Linked DNA regions of Sus scrofa: all the other regions are linked to region 2. Evidence: chromatin contacts called from public HiChIP or PLAC-seq data. All regions are on one chromosome and are shown on one strand. The core of a region is the stretch at or near the end of the contact, and the rest is flanking DNA. Distances in the headings are between cores, read along the strand shown.

What was found. HiChIP or PLAC-seq counts read pairs in DNA pulled down with a chosen protein or histone mark.
Region 1: a contact with region 2 is called in an H3K27ac HiChIP or PLAC-seq map of skeletal muscle, with 4 times the contacts expected there. The contact joins two enhancer-like sites. A contact is called at or near these places in 2 of 47 Hi-C or Micro-C datasets (both in skeletal muscle) and 1 of 2 datasets of contacts at active chromatin or transcription factors (skeletal muscle).
Region 3: an H3K27ac HiChIP or PLAC-seq map of skeletal muscle shows a contact between it and region 2. The contact joins two enhancer-like sites. A contact is called at or near these places in 1 of 47 Hi-C or Micro-C datasets (skeletal muscle) and 1 of 2 datasets of contacts at active chromatin or transcription factors (skeletal muscle).

The regions. Positions count from the first base shown.
Region 1 is chr13:146,888,172-146,892,543 of Sscrofa11.1, forward strand. All of the region lies in intron 5 of GTPBP8 (GTP-binding protein 8), which reads right to left. Among named protein-coding and RNA genes, the nearest start is that of NEPRO, 12 kb to the right of the region's middle. Within about 2 kb of position 1,415, at least 15 of the 83 cell types and tissues checked have an H3K27ac peak or open chromatin away from gene starts, as enhancers often do. A contact at or near this core is called in skeletal muscle, where this site is marked.
Region 2 is chr13:146,645,600-146,649,896 of Sscrofa11.1, forward strand. It overlaps BOC (brother of CDO), which reads right to left. Exons shown (of 21, transcript XR_002337900.1): 5 at 1,399-1,545. Among named protein-coding and RNA genes, the nearest start is that of BOC, 55 kb to the right of the region's middle. Within about 2 kb of position 2,837, at least 11 of the 83 cell types and tissues checked have an H3K27ac peak or open chromatin away from gene starts, as enhancers often do. A contact at or near this core is called in skeletal muscle, where this site is marked.
Region 3 is chr13:146,777,424-146,781,619 of Sscrofa11.1, forward strand. No RefSeq gene overlaps it. Among named protein-coding and RNA genes, the nearest start is that of BOC, 76 kb to the left of the region's middle. Within about 2 kb of position 2,653, at least 29 of the 83 cell types and tissues checked have an H3K27ac peak or open chromatin away from gene starts, as enhancers often do. A contact at or near this core is called in skeletal muscle, where this site is marked.

The DNA of each region.
Region 1 (4,372 bases), core at 165-2,664, 240 kb after region 2:
CCCAGGACTAATAAATGATGTTTGTGAACAGAAGTCTGGGGATCACTTTTTCTAAACCATATTCATGTTGGAAAAAGTGAGTTCATGTTATCATTACTTAATTCAGTACTTTCCCCGACTCTTGCAGTATGAATTCCTGCCCCACTCCCAAAATTGGCTGTGATAGCCGCTTCATGATCAGGAGGTTGATAATAGGCTGGAAATCACTTAGGAAACACAAGACCTCCTATGCCTAGTTTCAACCTTCTGAACAAAGCTATCTGCCCAGAAATCAAAGTCTGTTTACAATTAAAATCTGCCTAGAATTAAAGTCTAGGGGATGGAGAAGGTTACAGGGAAGACCCTTCATTCAGATCAAAGGAGACCGATTACCAAAGACCCTATACTAGGTTTTCAAAACTTTGAGTTCACGGAACGTTTCCAAATATTAGAATTTTCAATGGCACACCTAAAGGAATTAAATGGGGTCTACTGTCATGGTCACACTACAGTGGCATTCATACACTGAAGTTAAAAAATACAACCTGTGTGACCCTAGGAAGGTCAAAATTTAAATGTCAGACAATTCTTCCCTCCTTCTGCTCAGCAAGTATATGCTGTAGATTAGGGCTGCCAAAAATACAGGACACATTTACTTTTGAATTTTAGATAATGAATTTTTTTTTAGTACAAGTTTGTACTATGCTAAATTCATTTATCTGAAATTCAAATTTAACAGAGCACGCTCTATTTTTATTTGCTAAATCTGGCCACAAGAGAGTAGGAGAAGGGAATCTTCCTTTATTCAGCCAGCATCTGTGCCCATGGGCTTCTCTGAGGTGAGCAACTTGCCTCTCTGGATGCGGCTATTATTAAAGATGCATACAACACAGCCCCTTGAGCCAGGCCAACTACATCAGCTAGTGTTCAAGTGAATAAATCATGATCTGCCTTAATGTTGGAGGGGGAAAGGATTGTCTGAAACAGACTCACTGAGAGATATCGGTCTCTGATGTGGTAACTTTCTTAAGTATTTTCTTCATTTGACAAAAATTGAGTATTTGAACTGTTCTAGGCACTTAGGACAGAATGAGGGATGAAATAGCTTCTTGTTAGAACAAGGAACTAAACATCCCTGTTCTCATGATGCCTATATGCTCCTGGAGGGAGATTTTCAATGCGAATTTTAATATCTTTTTATCCTGGAATCGACCTGAGTTAGATGTTACTCTACCTACTGGCTCTATCACACTTGAATACCTTGACACTATTTGAATACACCTGCTTTCTGCCTTGATCATGTTTTCTTATATATTCCTGATGCAAAATTCTTGCTATGCCAGTATCTCCCATAGTAGGTCGTATGAGACTAGACAGCAATAAACACTGGTGTAAAAGACAGAAAGCTTTTAGGAACATGAGTCTCCTGAGAACTTTCTGTGTCTTGGCAAGTGTGCATGTACACATGTGTATTTTTCTGAGGGTATCTGGGTACACAGATGATGTGTCTCTTGGAAATGTTGGGTGAAAAGAGGCTATCTCCTTTCTGAGTGACTCCTAATTTTTAAAAACATTTTCTTGACCAGTTTAGTTGCAAAAGCAAACACTTGAAAGATTCCAGTAACAACTTCTTGGGCAGAAAAGATGGTCCCTGCTTAGAGCTTGGTTCAGCAGCAGACATTGAAATGTGGCTTGGATCCAACCCTTGGCCTAGTATTAGGGTGTTATATTCCACTAGAGGCCCTGGTACCTTTTCAGAAATGCACCAAATCAGGCACAGACTTGCTGGCAGCCACAGCAGAGGGATTTTACTGATCCATGCCCAGCTCTCAGGAGGTAACTGGCAAGAGAGAAGAAAGCAAAACAAGAAACTAAATCCTTATACACCTTATAAATTTGCCTTGGAAATTCTGCCTCAAGGCTGTCAAAGAATAGGAATAATGATTTCATTTTCTCCAAGGCCAGTTCTTGGGCATTGAGCCTTTAATGCAGAAAAAAAAACCAAAAAACAAAAAACAAAAAACAAAAAAACCCACATCCAATTATCTGATTATCAACTTTTTCTCTAAGTCTTGACAATGCTAGGGTCAGGTGACTCTGTTCCTTGACAATAAACTAAGTTATGCCACTTCTGGCCAAAGGAGGTCTTCAGATCACATGACTTGCTTCCAAGTCAGGGGCAAAGCCTTGAAATCATGCGCATCTACTTTGCCTATAAGACGTTTCTTTGATATTTTAAATCTCCTCTGCCAGGAATAAGTCCATTTGTCTCCATTCTGTCTGAGGTTGTGAAGCTGAGATTCCACTGGCGAGTTGGTATGTAGATTAGGTTGTTCTGCTTGGCTTCTAACTGAAGCTAGAAGCCAGCAAAGAGTAATCTGGGTACAGCCTCTTGCTGCCCTCTGGTGGAGACGTGGGTATTGCACAAGCCATAACTGAGGACTGATTTTCTGAGCTGTTTCAGGTGTCCATACAAAGGTCCATGGGGAGTAATTCCACTTAAAGCTATTAAGTTATATGCTACTGTAAAGCTAAATGTTATAATAAAAATATGTATTGAATAGAGTTTGAAAGGTTGCTCTATAGGAGTCTGATTTCCCAGTAATGGGGGCTTTTATTCTATCCCTTTTTAATTTTTTTTGTTTTTTATTAAATTTTATTTTTTAAATTGTATTTGATTTACAATGTTCTTTCAATGTTTCATCAATGTTTCTATTGTATAACAAGTATCACGAGCATGCATACATGTACATTTTTTAATACTATCTTCCATCATGTTCTAAGCCAAGAGATTGGACATAAGTTGCCTGTGCTGTACAGTAGGACCCCATTGCTTACCCATTCCAAATGCAACAGTGTGCACTACTAACCTAAACTCCCCATTCATCCCACTCTCGCCCCACAACCCAGCAACCGCAAGTCTGCTTTACATGTCTGCAATCTGTTTCTGTTTAGTAGATAGGATCATTTTGTGCTATATTTTAGATTCCATATATTAAGTGCTATCATATGATTTGTCTTTCTCTTTCTGACTTACCTCATCTAGTATGAGAATCTCTAGTTGCATCCATATTGCTGCAAATTATTTTGTCCTTTTTATGGCTGAATAATATTCTATTGCATATATGTACCACATTTTAATCCATTCATCTCTTGAGGGACATTTAGGTTGTTGCCATGTCTTGGCTATCATGAATAGCGCTGCGATGAACATAGGGATATGTGTACCTTTTTGAATGAATGTTTTGTCTGGATCAATGCCCAGGAGTGGGATTGCTGAATAATACGGTAGTTCTATATTTAGTTTTCTGAGGTACCCCCCCATACTGTTTGCCATAGTGGTTGTACCAATTTACATTCCCATCAACACTGAACACCATACACAAAAATAAACTCAAAAATGGATTAAAGACCTAAACATAGGGCCAGATACTATGAAACTCCTAGAGGAAAACATAGGCAGAACACTCTTTGACATAAATCACAGAAACATCTGTTTGATCCACCTCTTAGAATAAGGTCGATAAAAACAAAAATAAACCAATGAGACCTAATTAAACTCAAAAGTTTTTGTAAAGCAAAGGAAACCATTAAAACAACAACAACAACAAAAAGACAACCCACACAATGAGAGAAAATCTTTGCAAACAATGGAACAGACAAAAACTTAATCTCCAAAATATACAAACAACTCACACAACTCAACAACAATAACAACAAAAAAACAAACAACCTAATCGAAAAATGGGCAGAAGACTCAAATAGACATTTCTTCAATGAAGGCATATGGTTAGCCAAGAGGCACATGAAAAAATGCTCAACATCACTAGTTATTAGAGAACAAGAATGAGGTGCTACCTCACACAGAATGGCCATCATTAACAAGTCAACAAATAACAAATTCTGGAGAGGGTGTGGAGAAAAGGGAACCCTCTATACCTCTTTTATTTCTGTTTGCTGGGAACTCATTTGTTACTGTCTTCTCAGCTCTTTTCTTCATCATTTCATGTATCTCTAGATAATTATAAGATTCTTGCAAGGGGTCATCTTCACACATTTCCAAAAAGTGAAAATCAGCATTTGACCCATGAAAATTATAATTCTTATACACTCTAGATCTTAAACTTGGATTTATATCTATACATTCAGATCAAAATTCAAACGAAAATTCAATTCAGGAATTCAAATGAAATATGTGAGTCTTATATCTTCTGAAAGTTCCTGAATGCAAATGAGAGGCTGTCCCCTTAAGACTTTTACATGTAAATTACATTTTGAAAGAAAATATGTTTTATTACAGCCCTAAAAATGGGAAAATATATTAAAAGTCTAGTCAGGCAGAAGATGCTTTTTAGAATCAAGGAAACATTTTGGACACTAGCATATGGGTTAT
Region 2 (4,297 bases), core at 1,587-4,086:
CTGGGCCATCCCAGGCATGAGCTATTTAGGCAAATGCCAGATGGAACAGCAAACGCCCTTGACTCTTGTGGGATAGGCAGGCCAGCTTGAGGGGCTACCACCAGGCTTCTGCTAGGGACAGGAGACATTCATACTCCTCTCAGTCTCCAGTTATTTCTCAGTGGCAGGATTAGGCTTTTTACCCTTTTTAAAAAATAACTTTTTTGGGAGTTCCCATTGTGGTGCAGCAGAAACAAATCCAACTAGAATCCATGAGGATGTGGGTTCAATCCCTGGCCTCACTCAGTGGGTCGGGGATCCCACATTGCCATGAGGTGTGGTGTAGGTCTCAGATGCAGCTCAGATCCTGAGTTGCTGTGGCTGTGGCGTAGGTCAGCAGCTGTTCCCCTAGCCTGAGAACTTCCATATGGTGCAGGTACAGACATAAAAAGCAAAATTCTATGGTAGACATATACTCCTTTCATAAACAAAAAGTCAACAAAAATATTTAAAAATCTCTAGGGCATTTTAAAAGGTAGACAGTTTGAGGAGTTCCCGTCGTGGCTCCGCAGAAATGAATCTGACTAGCATCCATGAGGACACAGGTTCAATCCCTGACCTCACTCAGTGGGTTAAGGATCCGTGAGCTGTGGTCTATGTCTCAGATGCCGCTTGGATCCCACGTTGCTGTTGCTGTGGTGCTGTGGCCAGCAGCTACAGCTCCGATTCAACCCCTAGCCTGGGAACCTCCATGTGCCTTGGGTGCGGCCCTAAAAAGACAAAAATAAATAAATAAATGGCAGACAGTTTGAGATGTGGCATCTGGCCACAGGGTCTACTTGGCCTTGAGTTCAGGTCAATTGTGGGAAGAAGCTGATCTGGTCTTGAGCCATAGCTTCCCTCCCCACTGGCACTGTGTGGACCAAAGTTGGTCTCCCTGGACCAGCTGTCATGTCCACTGTGATGGCTGAGATGGGCGCATTGGCAGGAAGACAGGGAGCGGGAGAATCTCAAGTGCCACCATATAGACTGCTCTGCTGTGTGGGGAAGAGCCCCACCTCCCACGGGAACCACACGGCTCCAGGAATCTCTGGTTCATCAGGCAGCCTTCCTGCATGTGCCTGGTGGCAGGGAGCTTGCACAGGGAAAATTTAGAATCCTGTGCTGAGAGCTCGGATCAAATGGCAGCAGCTCAGCAACATCTGCCAAGGCAGGAAGAGAGCCCTCGTGACAGGGCAGGGGACCTCCACAACAGAGGTTGTGGCCAAGCCCTTTAGGATCCTGCAGAGCTAAAGTAGAAGGCAGCTGACAAGCATGTGGAGAGGGCTGTTGGCGTGTTGACGGGAATCTGGGAGGCACTGCAGAGGTGGCCAGCTTCCCTTCCAGCCTGGGCCTCTGGGATCCTGCTTGTTCACTTACCTCTGGAGGCCTCCAGCCACTCCTGTTTGACACTGTATCGGACCTGGGCCTTTGGGTGGCTCTCAGGAAGGTGGCAGGCAATGACTGCAGTGTTCCCTTCATCGACTTCGATCACGTGCTGCACGTCTAACTTGAAGTCCTGGAGATCTGTGGAGAGAAGAGGCCGGTTGGGCCTTGACGAAGGAGAGAGGCAGACAGTGCAGCATTTCAGGGTGGGCTTCAGTCTCTGCCTTTGGTCACAAGCAACAGCTGTAAGAATCTCACACACTGGGGACCCCCTGGGGGGTGCTCCGAGTCTTTCCTCCAATCTTCTGTCATCTAGAGGAGATTACAGGAAGTAATGTGCGGTCTGCATCGCCCCACGTATAACTGGGTGTATATACAATTGGGTGTAAATAAGCTGAGGGTGGGGGTGTAGCGAATTCCATCAAGTGATGCCTGTGACACCCACCCGCCTCTTTTGTTACATTGACAGGGATGGGGGCAGGTTGGCTAGGCCCACTGGCCCCACTGAACCTAGCTGGAAATGGGTCATAGTCAAGGCACAAATGTCCTGGCACAGATCAGCTCATGGAGATTGAAAGGAACAAGGAAAGAATACCTATGTGTTTTCTCCAGTTCAATCAAGAATAGCCTGCCCCAGTTCTTCTCAGACATCCGCTGAAAACTGACAGACCCAAATCTGTTCAATTGCCAACCATGATTCCAACCAGAAGGCTGATTCCTGCTACCCAGGAGCATGTAGTCCTCCCCATGTCCTTTGGGATTGGTTCCAGGTGCTCCAGTGGATACCAAAAATCCGCAGATGCTCAAGTCCCTTATATACATACAATCGTGCTGTGCTGTTACAGTCGGCCCTCCGTATCCATAGGCACATCAGCATATACGGAGAACCGACTATACTCTATGTCACATCATGGCTAATTCTTTCTCAGGGCTGGGGGTGGGGATTTGTGGATGCCCAAAGGGGTTTCTAAGGCAAGTTCCCACTGTGGCTTAATGGCAGTGGAATTCAGGGGAGCTTAGGGTCCAGACACCAGGCTGCAGTCTCTCCTAACTTGGCTCCGTGGCAGGAAGACTGGGATTTAAACTGGAGAGGATGGAGATCCATCTGGAACAAAAGCTGGATGTTTCCCAAACAACCCAACAGTCCGAACAACAAAACTCTCTTTGTTTGAGTCAAATCACTGATGTTGCTGAACAAAATGGGCCATTTGTGTAACAAAACCACATTCCAAATTTGGTTTTCAGGATCGTAGCTGAATTTAATTTCAGAGAGGAAATATAACTAATAGAGAATAAGATAAGAGAGATGAAAATATTTACTCAAGACACTCTCTCCATGAAGGTACTTAGAAAGCCCTGGAGGCACCCTCTCTGAATGCTGACCACACCACATTCTGCTCAGCTCTGGAGAACTGATACCATCACGGTGTGACTGTGATTCACAATTCACAGCAAGACTCCACCTGCCTGCGTGGTTGGTTCCCAGACAAGGCAGCAGGAGTAGAGGGATCAGTTTTCTCACAGAAGACATGAGGTAATTACCAAAAACAAACTACTGTCACCATAGAGCCCTGTCCTGAAGGCGCTCAGGGAGGGCAGGAGGTTTCCCATTGAATGGAACTTTCCAGAAGTTCTCATCCAAGCCAGGGCAGGGAAGCCCTTTTGTTTCTAAAAGGATTGTTGCCCCTCTGTGTTCATCTGTGTATCATCTGAACCCCACCTGGGGCCTGGTCCAAGCAGATGCTCAGTGAATACTGAATGACCAAATAGATGGTGATCTTGGAGCTGCGACTCTCAAGTCAGGTACAAGATGCCCATTTATATAGTTTGTGAACCCAAATTTCATAGTTGAGGTGGGCAACATTATAAGCACCAAGGCCTAGCACAACAAAATTTCTATGGCCCTTTTATCCAAGTGTGGCCAAACTTTAAGTGTGGCTATTTTGAAAGTAGACTGTATCTTGAGAGGTTACTTCTGCAGTCACAGGACAGAGGTAAAATAGGTCTAATACATGTGGAATAAGAAGTACATGGTAATTAAACTATTATATACAGAATGGATGAACATCAAGGTCCTACTTCTAGCACAAGGAATTATATTCAATATCCTGTGATAAACCATAGTGGAAGAGAATATGAAAAAGAATATGTATAAAAATAACTGAATCACAGTGCTATACAGTAGAAATTAACACAGCATTTAAATCAACAACACTTCAATAAAGTAAATTTAAAAAAAATACATGCTGTTCTTGGAGTAGTGTGGCAAAAACGATGATAAAATGCCTGATTTCTATGGCACCATTTCACTTTCTACGCTGAACGCGTAATTCCTGTGGGTCAAGGTGAGATCTCTCATATATTCCTTCCTTTGCGGGGGTGAGGGGGGGTGGGGGAGTTGGTAGGGCCTTCTGGGCTTTTAAAGAATTATTTCATCATGGAGTTCCCGTCATGGCACAGCAGAAACGAATCCCACTAGGAACCATGAGCTTGCTGGTTCGATTGCTGGCCTCATTTAGTGGGTTAAGGATCTGGCGTTGCCATGAGCTGTGGTGTAGGTCGCAGACACGGCTTGGATCCTGTGTTGCTGTGGCTCTGGTGTACGCCATCAGCAACAGCTCCAACTGGACCCCTAACCTGGGAACTTCCATAGGCCGCGGGTGCCGCCCTAAAAAGCAAAAAAAAAAAAAGAGAATTATTTCATCATTATTTCATTCTTTAATTTTGTGTTTGTGATATCTGACCCTAACTACATTGCAAATTCCTAGTGGGCAAACTATTAATTTTGTACTCCACCAAGCCCCACTGCACAGTATTTGGGATACACCAAATGCTCATGAAGTCCTTGCTGAATGAATAGTTTGGAAGACTGTGTCCAAGACCAGGCTCATGG
Region 3 (4,196 bases), core at 1,403-3,902, 130 kb after region 2:
GGCTGGGCAAGTCACCATGGCCTCAGTTTTTCCAAGGGTAGATGACAATGAGGAGATTCAGAGGAAGTAACAGATCTGAAAGAATTTTGAAAAATATAAACGCTATACAAACTAGTAGAGGTGATGATGGTGGGTGAAAATGAATTCAGCATGGATAATAATTTAAAAAAGAAGCAGTTGGTGTGATGTCATTTCTTTTGAAATGATGGTGAGGAGAGAGTGATCAGAGGAGGTCATCTTTATAAAGAGGGAGGGAAATGACCTAATGACAGGTTTTATACAACAAAGAGGATGGGAAAAAACCCTCGGCCAGTTTCCTCTTGTCCATTCATCCACCATCCAGCTACCTCTGAACATCAAACAGTCATGAACCGTGGCCAAAGTTAGCCTCCCCTTTTCACTGTCCTTTCCCTAACAGCATAGGCTCAGCGAGGGACCCTGGAAAATAGCAGAGGTTGAATAGAAAGGACAACAGACAGATTCAAGGGCTAGGCTGTGGATCCTGTGTGACCTGGAGAGGTTTTTTTTCATCTCTCTCATCCCAGGTTTCCTCATCTGTAGCCAAGGAGGAAGAAAAACCTGTTTAACTTACTATACACTTTTTACAAACCACAAAGCACATTATAGATGAATTTTGCTGTTATTCCCTAGCCATTTTTTGGCCTCAGTTCCTGCATTTGTCAAATAGGGACAATGACATCTATCTTACCAGGCTATCAGTGACCCTCTGCATATATCTGAGTCTCACATTACTTCTCACCCAAGATCTATAGGCTCCTAGTTCTCTGCCACTTGCTGGCATATTTATTTCCAACAGGACATTCTTTCTGTCCTGTTGTTAAATTTCACCCTCAGAGAATTTGCAGTTTGCTTGGTAAGCAAAGCTCTCCCATGGTTTACCTGACTGCCTCTCTCTATAGAGGCAGCTGGGACCCACATCTAACACAAGAAGCTCTTGCTCTATCCTCCAAAGGGATTTCGGCAGTCCACTTACTCCTGACGCTCTGGCCATGCTGATTACAGGGAGACCCCGGGAGGAGATGGAAAAGCCAAGGGGATGGTGACAACTAGAAGGCACTAAGAAGGAGCTCTCAGACCTGGGCTACTAGCAGCCTGGAGGATGCTGAGAGTGGAGGGGCTGTGTCCCCCAGGGCCTGCCGTCTCCTGTCTTCCCTCCCAAACAGATAGCCCTTACATTCACATCCACATGCGTCTATTCTCTGCCTCTTGAGTGGGTCTGAAACTGGAAAGCATCTGCCCTAGTTTCATCTGGGTGTGATTTATAAGGACTCCCTGCGGTCCCCTCTCTCCCTTCTCCTCCTCTTCACCTCTGGGGCTGGCGGGTCTTGGGTTTTTTTTGTTGTCGTCTTTGAACAGGCTTGTGTTTCTTGAGACTGGGTCACCTTGATTTATTATGCCCTGGACTCATTAACAAAAGACTCTGGGACAGGTCATTTATTTTCTGAGTGGCGATTTCCTGTCCTACCCCAGCCCTGCTCTGCAGGGGCCTAGCGGAGCCCAGAATTATATTAGCTGCACTGTCACCATGGGAGAACGGAATGGAGCAAGGAAGGTTCAGAGGGCAGAAAACGTCTCTTTTCTTAAGAGCTTTTCTCCTCACTTTAATGATTTCCTTCAGAGTCCCTTTTGGTAGTTCTTTCTTTTTTTCCTCCTCCAGCAAGTGGGACAAAGTTTAACCAATAAGTTGTGGGCCTGCCTTCTTAAAGGAACAACACTGACCTTACTTCTCTATTTCATATTCGAATTAACATTTGTATGCAAAAAAAGTGTGTGTATATATATAATGTATATTAAAATGTGAGTAACATATACATTACTCCCTATATAGGGTACTAGTGGGCTCCAAGGCTGAGCGTGATTTAGATGAATTAAACTTTATGTTCACTATAGTCATCATTCTTGTCAGGCCTTATTCAAATTATACATTCATGTTTGGTCACGAAAAACTTGAGACGTTAACAATTTAGAGATAAGGTAAAAATGAAATTACTTAAGATTTTTAGATAAGACGTTGGGAGGAAATTTTTAAAAACTGGCATTGTTTAGACTGAAGTTCAGAGGCTGAAGAATGATTTATTAACTGGTTTCAGGTCTCTGGAAGGTAGTTATATACAGGAATGATGATGACCAGCTGTTTTTCTGACTGCACTAAGGATAGAACAAGGGGAAGTAGAATTAAATTATAGCAAAGTAACAAATAATAGTCATAAAGGTAGCCATGGCTAAAGTCTGTCAAGAAAGACATGATACATCTGTAAGGTTGTAAGGTTGTTAGTCCCAATTTATAGATTAATGAATGGAGGCTCAGAGAGGTTAAGCAACTTGCCCAAGGTCATGCAGCGAGGAAATAACAGAACCAGGTCTAGCAGACTCCAGTGTACAAGAAGGGGGACTTAGAGGGCAAAGAAGTTAGCTCTCCCCACCCCAACCAAAAATAATCACCTTACCAAGTCCCCATCTAGATTGATTTGTCTTTGGAAGACAGGGGATTCAAGTCCATGGACTTCATGCCTTGGGATTCTGTGCTATACCTGACTCTGAGCTGGGAGGCCAGTATTCCTCATTCACCCTCAAACCAAGAGAGAAGCAGACTGGGCTGACCCAGCAGCACTCCCCTGAAGCAGTCTGAGGACCTTTGGCTCTGGTTGGCTGGTCTCCACTGCCTGTCACGGGCTGTACTCCCAGACAAAGGCTCTGGTCTAAGGGAGGCCGTGAGTTTGTGGGTATGGATGGCTGAGGCTCAGGAAAGGCATCCCTGTGGTCCCAGTGCATGCCCTCCCAACGTTCATCGCCCTAGGGTAAGGCCAGTGAAGGAGTTTCCGGTTTGGTCTATTGTCAGGTTTGGAATGTATCCAAAGCCACCAAAGTGGCTGGACTCCTTTTGAGCAGTGTGCAGAGGTAGGAGGAGCAGATCCCTGCTAGATCAGTGCTCTGCCCATGGGTCAGTCTGAAACAGCTGTGATGGAAGAGCAAAGCTGTAAGACACCAGGGCTGATTTACTGGATGGGAAGGATGGCTTACATTTCCTGTACGCTTATTCTGCCAGGCACTGTTTGAACGGCAGTGAACTATTTTAGCTCATTCAGTCTTTGCCACAACCCCATGAAGTCAGTTATATTATTATCCTCATTAACAGAACAGAAAACAAAGCACTGGAATCAGCTAGACCTAATTCTGCTACTTCCTTACTATGTGGCCTTGTGCAAATTGCTTAATCTCTCTGAGCCTCCATTCATTAGTCAATAAAATGGGACAGAAAGGTCAATAACTCATCAAAACGCAATAGCTAGTAAGGGAGTTCCCTGGTGGCTCAGTGGGTTAAGGATCTGGCATTGTCACTCCTGTGGCTCAGGTCACTGCTGTGGTGTGGGTTCCATCACCAGCCTGGGGACTTACACATGCCACTGCGGGTACAGCCAAAAAAAAACTAACCAACCACCACCAACAGCAATAACAAAAAAACAGCTAGGAAGGATTGGAGCTTGAATCTAGACCCAGAAATAGTCTGATTCTGGAGGCTGCATTCTTAACCTCCACGGCTAAGGATGAGGTGCCTGGAGTCCCACACTTCCTCCTTACCACCCGCCCCCCTGGAGGAACTTTTGCTCTGGGGTCACTGACTCAACAATGACATAGCTTCTCCACTGCCTGGTTTATAAGAAGCACTAACGACTGTAAACATTGTTTTAGTTTAAGCCTTTTACATTCACTCTTTCTCTGTCTCTCTTTCTTAGAGAGCAAACATTTATCAAGAAGCAAACATTTTACACTCCTCAGCTCAGACCTTGGGTATTGAGGGGTTAATCTTTCTCTAATTGGTCAGTTAATTACTTGGAAGGTGTAGAAGAAGGTAGAAGAGGAGGGCGGGATTTTCCACATGGGAGGCGGCAGAAGGAGAGAACCAGTGTCTGTTCCTTGCCCACTTGAGCTAAAAGTTTTCCCATTAGTTGCTACTTTTGGGGCAGGTGTTATCAGCATGATTTTACAAACGAGGGAGGCTAGGTAACTTGCCTGAGGTCATGGTGCCTGTGTACAAAGAACCCCAGAATGTCACCTTCCAGACCTGTGCCCAAGACCCCTGATGCTCTTTGGAGCAAAGCACAAGACAAAGGACCCAAAAGGCTCAGCCAGCAGCACATCAGTGAGCACACAGATGGAGTGACCCTGGCAACATC